Linked DNA regions of Mus musculus: all the other regions are linked to region 1. A link is a contact called in public HiChIP or PLAC-seq data. All regions are on one chromosome and are shown on one strand. Each heading gives the region's core, a stretch centred on a gene start, on an enhancer-like site or on the middle of the called end of the contact. The rest is flanking DNA. Distances are from core to core; before and after follow the strand shown.

Region 1 (2,914 bases), core at 218-2,717:
CTTGAGTGTAAGCATGTCCATGAGCGATGTTTGTGGACATGTGTGCGCATGCTTGTGTGCAGGAGGGAAGCATGTGTAGTTGTGTAAGTCAGAGAAGACTATTCCCGGTGGTGGGCCTTGACCCCTCCCTTCTTTGAGACAGGGTCTCCTCTCATTGTTCTCTGTTGCATACAACAAGAAGCCAATGGGGAAATTCCCCAATGGGACAATTACTGATCACTTGTGTGAGACCTACATCCATGGCAGATACCCTCATAAGGATACATGTATGGTGTGAAGAAGGTTGGCTTGGTGGGCCATGAGCCCAGAAATGCTAACAGCTTCTCAGAGTGTTAGGATCCGTCTGTGAGCTCTTGGGAATCCTCCAGTCTCAGCTTTGCATCCTGCCCTAGAAGCACTGGAATTACAGATAGTCTACTTTTCATGGGCTCTGGGAACCTGCCTCAGCTCCTCACACTTGCAGCAAGCCCTTAGTGCCCTGTGCCTAATTAAACCTTTCACTAGGGGATAACGAGTGTGAGCCTGAGGAAAAGAAGGCTTGCCCAGAAAAGCAATGGACTCCCGTCCAGCAAAGACTCTCAAAAAGAGAACTGCTGACTTTCATTCAAATCACGACAGGTAAATGCACAAATGCCATTATCCTATAAGGGACAAGGTGACATTATCCATTACTGGATCTCAGAGTGTTAGGATCCGGTGTGACATGCATGGAGTCCCAGGTCACCCTATCTACCTTCTGAGACTTGTGCCCTAGCCTGGGGTTGCATGGCTCATACTGTTACTACTCTTACATTCTCAGTGAGCCTCTGATTGTCCTTCGCCTCGCTGCGGTTAATTACTAACTTTGTAACACGGGAAACTCCAGCCAAGCGATTTTATCCCCTTTCCCACTGTAAGTCAATGAATCCGGGAATCTGTAAATTTCCTTCCACGGAGGCTATGGATCTTTCCTATGAGGTCTTGAATGTAGAACACACTCCAACTCTCTGGAGGGATTCATATAAGGCTCTGTGCTTGTGTGGGGGAGGGGGCGATTAACTAAGCCCCCCAGGTTCCAAGGGTCTCAGAAGTCTACCCCATAAGAGCCCTTGACAAGCCAAGGCCAGTAAGGAACAAGGTCTATAACTCAATGTTTCTCTTAGACCATCCCCTTACACAAGAAAACCCCTGAGTTCTGGTTTCAAGGACATGCCTTTAAAGAGACATGTATGTACCATACCAGAGACTCAAGGGTCTCTTCCCAAACACTTGTCCATATAGGTTGTTGGTTCAGGAGAAACTCTTTTTTAATTACGTGGTAAAATGAAAGAAAACAGCTAACATTTTTTTAAAACCCATAAAACTTCCTTTTCTTTTTGGCTTATTTATGAAATATCCACCCCTGTGGTTCTTCATAGTAGCTTCACAACAACTTTTTGGAAGCATGGACGAAAACTGATCAACCAGAACAAGCATGAATATCACAAAATTCCCGCTAGGGGGCGCTGTAGTTTAAAAAGCTCCAGAACAAACTCAAAACCCCTAATTTAGGTAACACCGGTCATTTTATTAACATGCCAAAAAGGAACTGTTTCTGGGGAACGAAATGCTACTGTTTCTCAGACGTAGCACAGCAAAACAATTTCAGAAGGCACTCACGGGAAAATAAATTTTTAAAAAAAAAGTATTTTTCTGGCCGCCGTTGCTAAAAAGTAGCTGACTGAAGCGCTCAGGGTTGGCCCCAAACTAAGGTCAGAGTGTACGTGCCCCGGAAACCCGAACCAGCCCAAGAATGCGCACGAGGCTTCGAGCCCAAAATATCACGAAAAAAAATCCTACTCTGTGCCTCGCTACTCCGCCCTCATCCCACCCCCCCACCCCACTTCTGCTGATACCCAGAAACAAGAAAAAGTAGGCAAGTGGCAGACCCTTGAAAGTGAGAATTTGGAGTGGCAGAGGTTTAATTTCATTATGTGTCGCATGTGCGCTCCCTGAGGAGGACACAGCTTACTTGTGGAAGGCGTCATGTGACAGGGAAAAAAAGGTCAAGCAGACACCTTCCCCTCTAGCTGAAGCAGAGAGATGCGAAGCGAGTGCCAGGGACCAGAACCTCAGACTCTGATCCAGCCCAAAGTGGTTGATTGCTTTTTCATTAGTCATTTTCAAAACATAAATTATTCATTACTCTAAAAATAAAATCCTAGTCTAGGAGTTGAACACCCGAGGGCTTGGGACAAGGCAAAGGGAAGCCAGGACAGAAATTTTGAACAAAGCTCAGCCAGTGTGCGCGTGCGCACTGGGCACCCCGGCCATCGGAAGCATCCTTCACACAGAAAACCCTCACAGTGCCTGGGGCCAAGGGAACCCTTCCGTTCATTTGGTCAGAGCTAAGGATAGGATAGCATTTCAAACTGCGTCAAGATCCCCTTCCCCATCTTGTGTGATGTTCTTTGGAGATGTAATCAAGTTAAAAAGAAGCCATCAGGGAGAGTCCCCGTCCAGAGTGACTGTCATCTTTCTGAGCAGAGGACGTTTAGAGATACAGAGAGACCTGCCATGGAGCAACAAAGGCAGAGACTGGAGTGGCATATCTATAAAACAAAAGACGCCAAGGACTGGTGACAGCCCAGCAGTCAGGAGCAAAGTGCTGACCAGCTATTGCGTGGAAGCCCCTGGAAACGTCCCTTCCCAGGCCTTGATTCCAGACTCCTAACCCTTGGATCTGTGAGAACACAGGGTCCTGTTGTCCAAGTCACCCGGCTTGTGGTATTTGTTCTGGCAGCCTAAGGACACTAACCCCAAAGTCAGAAAGAAGTCGATGGAACAGAGGAACCCTGTGAAGAGACCCTTAATTAATGCAAGGTCCTGGGACATTCTCTCTGTTCTTGTCTCCCCTTTTCTCTGTTTCTTCCCTCTCCCAGTCAACAGTTCTCGG
Region 2 (2,914 bases), core at 311-2,810, 400 kb after region 1:
ACCTCTCTGCATGGAGCTGTCACCCGGATGGCAAGTTGTCATTGCAGAGTAACAATGTCCTTGAAGAAAACAATGACTGATCTATACCTGCAACTCATGTGACCTTTTCCCAAGCAGAACTCCCAACAGAGAGCCCTGCTCCCTCTGGCCACGCCCACCGTGAGTCTCTGAGCTTTAACAAGTCAAGAGCTACATCCCAAACCCTTCTGAAACCTGATTTTTGGATGCAGTTTAAAGGAGAAATCTCTTGGCACTGAGGATTTCCATCACAGCGTTTATCAATTGTAAGTGATACCTTTTGGACTGTGAGTCTCTTGCAGGTAGAAGTCACATCCACAGGACCCAGCAGTGTACCAGGCACACAGTGGGTGGTCAACCAACTTTTGTGTGAACCCTAGACTTGTGATTCCTTCAAATACAACATTCATTTAGATAACTGTCCACGTCTAGCCTGTAATGTGTAAATAAATGTTTACATTCATAGACACAGAGGCCCTCTAGATTAGCATTACAAACTTTAACCCAGGGGCGGTGGTCTCTCTTTGCTTTGAGAACGCACCAAATTCATCCCGTGAATGCAGGCTGGATACAGAGTATGCCCAGAGGATACCAGGTACCCCTGATGCATCGACTCTCATGATTGCAGGAGGGGATTTCATTCTAGAGAAACGAACAGAGACTGGACATGCACAGCAGTCCTTTAGTTTTTCCCACAACCAGGAGAACCACATGGGGAGCTCCGGTATTCTTCGACCTCTGAGGCCGCCCTGTGACAGGCACATCGGATCTACTGAAACACCTCTAAAACTTGGCACACTAGCAGAGGCAGGCCACAGGCCACCCTCTGCCTTCTCTGCTTCCTGATCAGCTCAATGACATTCTGCAAAGAACAACTCACTTAACTGGAAGCGACTTTCACCAGCGTGTGCCCTGTGGTCTGGCGGGTCCTCACTCTTGAAATCAGAGGGCCAAACCGGTTCTTCCTTGACTCCAAGTGTGCTTTTCTTCCTTTCCCAAGTCAGCGTTTCTATCTGACACAGTTAGGCAGGGTGTTCCTGCAAGGGACCTGGACAAGGGCTGAGTCCTAAGTGCTAAAATACATGGCCAGGGGCACCCAGCTATTTTCTTCAATACTAAAGGATGGACGACTTGTCTGCTCTGGCTGGAGAAAGTGAGAATGCACCACCTTCCCCCTTTTAAAATCCAAAGCCCAGACTTCCCTTGGGGGCGAGTCCTCTACCTGGCCCCCTCAACTGGAAGGAAAGAGGAAGTATTTTCGTTGGTCCCAGGCTCTCCAGGGACGCCGCCCAGCTAGCACCCACGGATCCGAGCCCAGGATGTGCAGCCAGACCCAGGGCGGCCCCGCCCCTACACGAACTTGACCGCACCCTCTTTCCCGGCGCGGCCAGGCCTGACGTCACAAGGCACCCAGCCGCCAGCACCCCGCGGTGCGCACCCTGCGCCCCGACCGGTCCCCCGTTGTCTCCGCTGCTCTCCCGACGCTCACCGCCAGGCGCGCGCGCGCGCGTGCCCGCCCACCCGCCCGCCCGCCTCCCTCCCTGTCCCCGTCCCCATCCCCGTCCCCGCCAGCAAAACACCGCTGAAGATGGCGAGCCCGGCGCCCGAGGAGCACGCCACACAAGGATGCCCGGCTACCGAGGAGCAGCCGCCGCGGCCTGGAGTTCCCGGAGAGGAAGCAGGGCCAGAGGGCGCGGGGCCGCAGGTGGAGGAGGCCGCCGGGAGGGTGGCCGCCGCCCTGACCTGGCTGCTCGGGGAACCCGTGCTGTGGCTGGGCTGGCGCGCAGACGAGCTCCTGAGCTGGAAGAGGCCGCTGCGCAGCCTGCTCACCTTCCTGGGTGCCAACCTGCTGTTCTGGTGAGCGCTCGGGCTGGGTGGGGGCGCCCCAGAGGGCAGGTCACCTTGGGGCGCCCATGGCCGGATGTGGCCTGGCTGGGGGGGTTGCGGGGGCCTCTGCGGTGGAAGTGAAGCCTGGTCCCACTTGCTTGGTCACCTGTCTGAAACAGGTAGTCACCCATTTCAACTTTCCTCTAGACGCACTTCCCTGTGAGTGGCTGTCACCCTTGCTGCGGGTGTCCAGTCTCCAAGGGGAGGTGATGATGGTCAGCTGACCCACGTGAGCTCCTGTATCTAGGGATGGTCCAGAGCTCTTGAAAACTTCGGCCCTGGTATTGTTAACTCTCAGGTCTTGACCTGTACTTTCAAGTATGGGGGGTTCAGAGGCCCGAGGGCTTGAATTAATTTTTTGCACCCGCGGAGGCATATCTGGGCCACCTTAGGTACATTCTATATGCTGCTGCCTTCGTGGGCCACCAGAGATGGGCAGTGAATGATTTGTTTTTCTTTCCCCTGGAGGGTAGGGTTTACTGTCTTAGATCCCAGATGAGAAAGCAGGAGGTAAACAAACAGGTGGATTAGGTACAGCGCCCCGCCCCAAGACTGCACAGCTGTGGGGGTGGGGTGGAGGTGGAGGTGGGGGGTGGGTGGGTAGTAATTTCAGAGAAACTCCAGAGGGAATAGGGGAGGGATTTTCTTTGAGTAGCCCCCAATCAACAGGTTTGCCTCACCAGAAAGTGTTCTGCCTAGGTAAGCATCAGGCAGCGTCTGGCTCCATCACGGAACCATGAGCCGTATCGTCTGGTACTAGTTCATCAAGGGGGAAAAAAAACCTTTGTTTGCTAAGTGCCTTCATAACAAACAGGGCCCTCGAAGTTCCGAATAAGCAGTTTCCCTAACAAGTACCTATTTACAGGACGTAGGTTTCTTAACCCCAAAGTTGGGAAATAAATAAATGCATAAAAAGAGACGTAGCCTGTTATTTTTTTCTTCAAGATTAATAACTTGAGCAACGTGAAGGATTTTCTTCAGCTCCCCGCTGGTCTTGGTTTACTCTGAA
Region 3 (2,914 bases), core at 211-2,710, 320 kb after region 1:
TAGATTAGCATCATGTGCCGCTAGTGTGTGCTGCCAAGCTGACCACTGCTCACACCGGCTTGCCTTGAGCATAATCTTGACAGTTAGATCTCTTGTCTGCCGCCAGCCAGTGGTACCCAGTACCCCTGACTCCTGAATAAACTCCAAATCTTCAGAACAACAACTGCCAAGGCTTGATGTGCTCAGAAATTCTGCTTCATGGCGAGGTTTGTTTGGAGCGTCCACAGTGTGTGTCTGGCAATGGTGATGGCTTTGCATGTTGGTGTGGCAAGATCTAGCCTCAGAATAGCTGTGCTGCTGAATGCAGTTGATGCTCCTTAGCAAGACTGGCTAAGGGTCCCCTGCCCCCATCCTCCTGAGAGCACTGTTGGGAAGTGCACAGTGGGAAGACTGAGGGACGTCCATTCCATTCCGTCTCCTATTTAATCTGGAGAACTTTGTAAAGAGTGCCCTGACTGACCCCAGAACCCTGCATCTTCAAGGAAAGATTTAAGTCAACGCTCTTTTCTGCCCATCACCCTGCAGTGAGACACAGAAGGGAAAGGCATCTGGTGCTGGGGTCCAACCTACGGAGGATAACTGTGTGCACGCCATGACAGAGAAGTTACCATTCTGGCATTGCCCAGCCCATGCTGGTAACAGCAGTACCTTCTAGTACTTTTACCATATACCTAGTTACATGTAAAGGGCGAAGTTTTGTTTATTGTTGTTATTGTTACCATTATTTGTAAGTTATATTGTTTGTGTGTGTGTGCGCGCGTGCGAGTGTGTGTGTGTGTTGCACAAGTCGAAGGACAACCTGGAGGAGTCTCTTCTCTCATTTCATCATGTGAGTCCTGGGGACAGAACCCAGGTTGTCAGGCTTAGCAGCAAGTCCCTCTACCTGCTGAACTGTCTTACCAGCCCTCCAAGGGCAGGTTTTAACTTCCTTTTGCTCGCTGACTATGGGCCAGCACATTTGGAAACTGCAACGGACAATGCCATGTGTCGGCCATTGTGAAAGTTCCTAATGCTTGCCGTCCGTCTGGCAAGGGTCCTGTTAGGGACCACTGCCCACCACTGGCCCTGTTGAGGTTTTCCTTTGAGGAAGAGCACAGGACTTAGAACAGCCTGATCATGAAGCCTCAGGCAGGTGAGACACTCTCCACATTCAGTTTGTGATGGAGTGGTAATAGTGGTATCGACTGGCCTGAATAGGACTCCTGGGGATTTCTTCCAGGCCATTAGAATCCCTGGCCTGTGGTAAGGTGCTTTTTCCCTTTAATTCAGGAAGGAAATGGTAGCTTTCCTTTGAGCATCCATGCTTAATGTCACACACACACACACCCATCCAGCAAGCCAGGACCCGGTCCTTTGGGAGCATACAGTTGTCCTTCTGCAGTCTCAGGAGCCACACACTGGTTTGAACCCTGGTGGCTTCCTCTGGAGAGAGGAGGGAGGGAGTCCACCCTGCGGTATGGAGAGCAGGAAGCTGTCCCTGGGCAGTGGTAAGCAGGCAGCCCTGCAGCAGGGAAGGAAGTCTGCAGCAGATCCAGGGTCTGAGAGAAGAAGGAAGCTGGAAGAGTGTGGCTGGAGGAAGAGCTATGGCGGAGGCTGGCTTGCCTTCCCATGCCTGGGGAAACATTTGACCATATATTCACTGGGCCTGACTAGGCCCGTATGGGGTTTGGAAACAAGTACGTGACAGGGTACAATAGCTGCTAAGGTCTGAATGTGTGACCGTCCCAAGGGTACAGTGAGAGAGGAAGGCTTGCTCCAAACACTGGAGGGCCGGTAGGCGGGGTCTCTCCGAGCGCTTGGGGGGGGTAGGCACTCCATCTTGGCCTGTAAGGCCTTGCTTCAGCACACATTCTGCATGATTCTCACCACAGCTGCCCAAAGAGGACCAAAGAGGCTGCGTGCCAATGACTATTTTTAAAAAGTTAACGAGTCAACAACACGAGGATCTCTTGTTGTGTATTGGAAATTAAATGCAGACTTGATGGGGAAGACTTCATGTTTGAGGATCTCGGTCTTGAAAGATCTTTCCCGTGGTGAATTTGAGGCTGGAAATTTCCTCATATCTGATGTTCCACCTCCTTAGCCTAACCTGCCCCTCTGTCTTTGCTGGTTTGTGTTTCCCCCTCCAGCCTTTCTCCTCCTACTCTTCAGACAATCAGATCAGTTGCTGAGGGCTGTGTGTGTGAGCGCTTTTCTACGTAAGCAAAGCCTTGGGCTCAGCTAGTCCAGGAGCTGACTTGGAGAGATTTTTCTCTGGCCCCAAACACGAGCCGAGTGATCTTTAAGCTTGCTGTTCTTTTACTACTGAGAGCTTTTGTGGAGTGTGGGGTCTTTTGCTTCTGATTCTGGGCCCTGACCCTGAACCCCACCCCAGACCCAGCCTTGGCTTTGTTCTTTAACTCTGGAATTGGCACTGTGTGTGGTTCGTGTGGTATGGATATTCATGTGTGGTGGGTATGATGGTGTGTGTGCGCGTGCGTGCGCGTGCAGATATGTAAACAGGCCACTGGAAGACATTGGGCAGCCTTTCTATCTTCTCTGCTGTATCCTCTTGAGAGAGACACTAGCTGAACCTGGAACCAAACAGGCGGCAAGCAGGCTCGGTGAGCCTCCCAGTGCCCTGCCCCTCAGAGCTGGGGTTACATTGCACTCAACTATATACCAACTTTTCGTGTAGGTGCCGGGATTTGAACTGAAGTCCTCATGCCTCGCATGGCTGTTCTTTGGCGGCTCCCTCTCTAACTGCCTTACCCGTGGGTTTCTTTCTTCTCCCTTTCCTTTATGTGCATTGGTGTTTTGTTTGCATGTGTGTCTGTGAGAAGGTGCCGGATCCTCTGGAACTAGAGTTACAGATAGTCGTGAGCTCCCGTGTGGGCGTCGGGAATTGAACCTGGGTCCTATAGGAGGAGCAGCC

Evidence for each region. HiChIP or PLAC-seq counts read pairs in DNA pulled down with a chosen protein or histone mark.
Region 2: a contact with region 1 is called in an H3K4me3 HiChIP or PLAC-seq map of bone marrow-derived macrophages, with 3 times the contacts expected there. The contact joins the promoter of Retreg1 here to the enhancer-like site in region 1. A contact is called at or near these places in 3 of 115 datasets of contacts at active chromatin or transcription factors (bone marrow-derived macrophages, embryonic forebrain and embryonic stem cells) and 1 of 9 other capture datasets (embryonic stem cells).
Region 3: a contact with region 1 is called in an H3K4me3 HiChIP or PLAC-seq map of bone marrow-derived macrophages, with 5 times the contacts expected there. The contact joins two enhancer-like sites. A contact is called at or near these places in 1 of 15 datasets of contacts at CTCF or cohesin (the NIH/3T3 cell line), 2 of 484 Hi-C or Micro-C datasets (bone marrow-derived macrophages and ventricular fibroblasts), 26 of 115 datasets of contacts at active chromatin or transcription factors (the NIH/3T3 cell line, VIP interneurons, bone marrow-derived macrophages and 15 more) and 4 of 9 other capture datasets (adipose tissue, liver, macrophages and 1 more).

The regions. Positions count from the first base shown.
Region 1 is chr15:25,439,689-25,442,602 of GRCm38.p6, forward strand. All of the region lies in intron 1 of Gm48957 (predicted gene, 48957), which reads left to right. Among named protein-coding and RNA genes, the nearest start is that of Gm48957, 27 kb to the left of the region's middle. Within about 2 kb of position 1,468, at least 45 of the 459 cell types and tissues checked have an H3K27ac peak or open chromatin away from gene starts, as enhancers often do. A contact at or near this core is called in bone marrow-derived macrophages, where this site is marked.
Region 2 is chr15:25,841,738-25,844,651 of GRCm38.p6, forward strand. Retreg1 (reticulophagy regulator 1) reads left to right here and starts at 1,561. Exons shown (of 9, transcript NM_001034851.2): 1 at 1,561-1,875. The coding sequence starts at 1,607.
Region 3 is chr15:25,763,366-25,766,279 of GRCm38.p6, forward strand. All of the region lies in intron 19 of Myo10 (myosin X), which reads left to right. Among named protein-coding and RNA genes, the nearest start is that of Retreg1, 78 kb to the right of the region's middle. Within about 2 kb of position 1,461, at least 27 of the 459 cell types and tissues checked have an H3K27ac peak or open chromatin away from gene starts, as enhancers often do. A contact at or near this core is called in bone marrow-derived macrophages, where this site is marked.